2 separate regions of the Capsicum annuum genome follow, and region 1 is linked to region 2. A link is a contact called in public Hi-C data. All regions are on one chromosome and are shown on one strand. The core of a region is the stretch at or near the end of the contact, and the rest is flanking DNA. Distances in the headings are between cores, read along the strand shown.

The links. A called contact is a pair of places that touch in the nucleus more often than the background predicts.
Region 1: a contact with region 2 is called in a Hi-C map of leaf, with 1.6 times the contacts expected there. The contact joins two enhancer-like sites. A contact is called at or near these places in 2 of 5 Hi-C or Micro-C datasets (bud and leaf).

Annotation. Positions count from the first base shown.
Region 1 is chr9:204,461,945-204,464,644 of UCD10Xv1.1, reverse strand. No RefSeq gene overlaps it. Among protein-coding and RNA genes, the nearest start is that of LOC107854019, 4.7 kb to the left of the region's middle. Within about 2 kb of position 1,259, at least 4 of the 5 cell types and tissues checked have an H3K27ac peak or open chromatin away from gene starts, as enhancers often do. A contact at or near this core is called in leaf, where this site is marked.
Region 2 is chr9:204,418,622-204,421,321 of UCD10Xv1.1, reverse strand. No RefSeq gene overlaps it. Among protein-coding and RNA genes, the nearest start is that of LOC107854019, 48 kb to the left of the region's middle. Within about 2 kb of position 1,436, at least 3 of the 5 cell types and tissues checked have an H3K27ac peak or open chromatin away from gene starts, as enhancers often do. A contact at or near this core is called in leaf, where this site is marked.

The DNA of each region.
Region 1 (2,700 bases), core at 10-2,509, 44 kb before region 2:
ATTATAAATATAACAAGTTTTCTTTCTTTTTTCTTTTAATAATATATTCAATCAAACATTATCATATAAAATAGAGCCTCAACTTTTATCCTAAATTTCAACTACACACCTATACTTTGCGGGGGTTTTATGACCCCCCTGAATTATTTAAAACAGAAATTATAATATCCCTGAAAAGACATAACTACATTTATGTTGAGTGGTGAGATACACGCATTTTGACACGTGTAAAATGTACGTATTTAATTTTTTATCAATTTTTTAATTCACTTCCTTCTACATTGTTACTCTATTCTTTTGTTCTTCTTTTTTTTCCCTTTCTCTTCGTCTTCTTTCCTTTAATCTCAAAAATCAAAATGAAAATACTCATTAAATTTTTTTTCCTTTCTCTTTCTATCATTTTTCCCAAATCAAAGATTGCTTTGAGAAATAGTTAAGAGATTGCTACCATTCACTTTCTTTTTCATTGCATTTAATTTCTTAATTTCACTCCAAATTCGATAAAAGGGAATGAAAATGGGAGTGACGGTGGTGGTGATGGGCGAGATGAAATTCACAATTCATAATTTGGCAATGACGGTGACGGCAAAAATATAATTTTAACTTCTTTGATTATAAATTGAGCTTTTCTACAAGTTTATGGATAAAAAACTAGCCTTAGTGTTGCAGCCATGGTGGAAACTAGTGTAAAAGCCATTCTTGATTCGTGGAGTTTCAATTTTTTTTTGAAAAAAAAAAAAGAAAAGAAAAGAAATTAGTGTTTGAAGAACTATTTGGGAAGAAGGCGAAAAGGGTGATGAATCTAAGAGAAAATTTTCTAATTTGCATGTAAATAAGTCTTCTAATTAATGAATTTTAAGTTATGGTGGGTGTTGGTGGAGAGATTTTGGATATGATGATAGGAAGAAGAAATATATATATATATAAAAGAAATATTAAAAATAAAATTTTAAATTTTTTTTAAGAGAGTGAAACACATTCGCTTGCCATGTTAGTTTTTAGGGGTGTTATAATTTTAGTTTTAAATAATTCGAAACGTCATAGAACCTTCATAAAATATAAATATATAGTTAAAATTTAAAATAAAGATTGAGAGAATTTTGACCATTTTCTCTGCAAAATATAAAATAAAATGAAGGTTTTCTTTCAATATTACTCAAATTCTTGAATTTGTTAATTGAAAATGAAGATGCAAGTCTCTCTTTAGCCCTTGTGGGTTTCCCACGTCATTTTCCACTCTAATGTTATGCTTTTTTTCTTTTTCCTTTCCTTTTTTTTTTGGTCAAAGAAGAAGACTAAAGAAATATTACAATTAGACCAAACTCACACTTTCATGAAATTTGGATTTATTTTTTAATCCTTGCTAAGCACCCAGAAAAAGTTTCATTGGCTAATAGGCTTCTTTTTACTATTTGCATTATTTCCCAATATTTGAGAAGGCTAGTAGTTGAGGATGTCTAATTTTTTGTATCATTATCATTAATATTATTTTATTTTTAAATTTTATTATTGTTTGTTATTGTATTATTTATTGTAATTTTTCTTTCCTTCATTATTTTTAATTTGATTTTTTTATTACTGTATTTTTTATACTTGTTTTGATAAATTTTAATTTAATCGGAGGTCTTTTAAAATAATTTTTCTTCTTTACAAAATAAAAATAAAACTATATATACATTATTCTCTTTAGATCTCAGTTATGTAATTATATTGAATATGTAATTGTTGTTGCTCAATGTTTGGAAAGTTTTATAAATGATTGAAACTTTCTTTTAATTTAATAAGTAACAAAGTAAAGAAATATTAAAACTAGACCAAACTCACACGTTTATGAAATTTGGCTTTATTTTTTCAGCACTCGTAAGCACTAAGCAAAAGTTTCATTGGATCATAGGTTTATCTTTGTAATTTGCATTATTCCTTAATGTTTGAAAAGGTTAGTAGTTGAGTAGATACTTAAAACTATAATCATAATAAATAGTAATATTTTTGTAAAATTACAATTTATAACAAGAGTAGTATTATTTTACTCATTAACTGGGTAAGTGCATTTTTTACTCTCACTACTTTACATTTTTTTTATTTTCACTCCACTATTTCACCTCTCCAAATATAACCATATCTTTTACCTTTTTTTTATCTTATTTTTTTAATCATTTTTTTAATTATTATTTTCACTTTATTTTCTGCCTTCTTTTTTCCCCTTCTTCGTTTTTTATATTTTTTTTCTTTTTCATATTTGAAGATAATTATCTTTATGATCTTCAAAATTTCAAAATAAAACATCAATAATGTCTTTCACTCTCTTGTATCTCTACCTTTTTTTTCTTATTAGTTTTTTTATCTTATTTTTTGTTATTTTATTTTATTTTTTGATTTTTTTTCTTTTTTATTTTTTCTTTCCACTTTATTTTTTCTCTTCTATTTCTCTTTTTATTCCTTTTTCAATTTTTTTCTTTCTCGTATCTTTTTTTTCTATTTTCGTTTTTTTTAATTTGATTTCTTTTTTTTTACGCTTCTATTTCTCTTTCTTCCCTTTTTTCCTTTTTTCCTTTTTATGTTTTTGTTTTTTTTGGTTTTTTACTCTTCTATCTCTAACTTTTATTTTGAAAAGACAAATATGTATATCACATACACATATTCAAAAAACATATAAAATACACAGCCATACAAATTTGGATATGTATTTACAGTACAAAA
Region 2 (2,700 bases), core at 187-2,686:
ATACATTAATTAAGTTATACCAAATAAGATATTAATAATACACATTAATTAATACATATAGTAATTTTGCCAATGCACTCTACCAAACAACCCCTAAAAGAAGTTGTCCCAGAACCAAAAATTTAAGGAGTGTGTCCCATTTGTAGTTTTAACTTTTAGCCAAAGTTCTTCGAACTGAATGAAGTGTTCACGTGGCCAAATAATAAATGAATTGAAGATATTGGGAAAAAGGACACATACTTTTCATGTGATATTCACGTGTATTTACTTTGTAATTTTTGACCAATTTTGTTTCTTTATCAAAGCTAGCTATTACTCCAATTTGTCCTCATCTACCCATATTAAAAATTAAAAATTACACAAATATACAATTTATTTTTAATATTACAAACAATTTCAACTCTCTAAATATATTATAAAAATTTCAACATATACATAGAATGTTATGTATATATCGGCTATATTATGTATATTAATAGGGAGAGAGAGTAAAGTAGTAATTAAAAAAATAGAAGAGAGTGTAATTACTTCCAAAAAAATTGATATTTATATTATTTATACTATTAAAAAAAGTATAATTCATGACCATTCTCTTTAATTTGGACTCAATTATCCAATATGTTTTTTTTTTTTTACTTTTAAATGTGTATAAGTAAATACTTATGTAAAGTGATAAAAATTGACGCATGCATCCTCTGTAATATGTACATCACACTTACGTTATAATTTCACGTGAATTATCACATAAATTGTACTATTTATTTAATTTTATATAAATTTAAATTTTTATTTATATACATATAAAATTGAAGAGCATAAATATCGATGAAGACCAAATTAAAAGTCACATCATTATGTCTATTCAAATCAAGAAAGGGTGAAAATAGAAAGAAAAAAAAGAAGAAAGAGAAATATTAATATGACTTGAATTTGAAAATTTTTTAAATGTGTCTAAAAGACATTTATTGTTGATTTACGGTTGATTTGATGGTTGATTTGATGAAAGATATTGTTGAGATTATATAAATCTAATTCTCCTTTGATAGAAGCATGAACGGACATGGTACAATATATAGATATAGAAATCATTTCGAGGTCAACATATTTTATATTGCAAATTTGATATTATAGTATTTGAAAGGAAATTACATGTGCTTTCTTTTGAATATTTTTATATGTATAAGGTGTTAATATGATATAATTAAGATGTTTCTTGAAAAATCAAAGTCATAATTCTCTATTATATAAGTATACATATGTTACAGCTAATCAAACTATGATTATCAATTTATTATATCATAAAATATTAAAAAATCAAACTTTAAAATATCAAACCAACCGATATTTCTGATATTAGATCGTATCATCCCATGTCCACCGCTAGATAGAAGTGCATGCATGCACAGTTCAGACCTAGAGGCTTGAACTATGATGTGACAAATTAAAACACTCACACATATCACAATCCAAGTGGAAAGTTTATAGTTGGGGCTAGCTGTTTGTTGTAACAATTGGGCAGATGGATACAAATATTATATTCTCTCTGTGTCAAATTATGTGTCAATATTTTCTTTTTAATTCGTCTCAAAATAAGTGTCGTCTTATCTTATTAGGCAACTTTTTAAAGACATAATTACCCTTTTACCCTTATTGATCCCACTTAATTAAAAAAAAGATATTGACACATTTTTTTTATAAAGAATAATTTGATAAACTTTACCAAATTTTTCTTTTTTTCTTAAACTCCGTGCCCCGTCAAATGGCGACATATAAAATGGTACGGAGGGAGTACTTTTGTTTGATGCATAATTGAGGGAAAGAAGGATTGTACAACTCATTTTTTTTATTTAAAAAAAAGAGTTAGTTATATTATGTGAGATTAGTAAAAAAAAAAAAAAGATCAATGCTTCTAAGTGGGTTGATTTGGTTGATGACAGGAGCATGTTTTATCTTTTTTTTTTTTTTTTAATGCCAAATTAAGTTCAAAAGCTTCAGTATTTGTGTCTAAAAATATAATTACAAAAAAGAATAAATCGGAGTTTTTAGCGTCAAGATTTAACTCAACTAATGCTTATACTATTAATTTGAGCGACGATATCTTTCACGAGGAAGATAATAGAACAGATATATATTTGACAAAGTAGCTAGGGATAGAAACATCTCACCTAGACTCCCATTAAAGAAGTGGAGGCAACAAAAACAAAAAGAAGACGCACAGAAGGCAACAAGTTGGCATGGTAAAGTGATGGAGAATTTTTTTTAAGGCACCTGTTGATGCTTCTAACAAAATAAAATCATACATCAGTGTCAATAACTTTAATAAAATTCAATAAAACAAGAAAAACAGATAAAATATCAAATGTGGTCGGAATATTAATCCTCATACAACTAATTCATATATTACAATCAGAAAAATTAAAATAAGGGCTTGAATTATTTCTTTTGATTTTTAAAAATAAAAAATAAAAAATGCTGATTAATTTTATATTTCATTATATCTTCTAGTCAACGTTCAGGTTTAGCTTTAAATTTGATTTTATTCAAACTTTGTGATTCATCCTATCATACCTCACTTGTCTGGCTATTGACTGTTGCTGAGCTGTTTATGAATATTAAACAAACCCTTTTTAGAAGGTTAATGTTCCCAATTTTTTCTTTCGTCATCAGTTTCGTTATAGTATCAGTCATATAATTCATGAT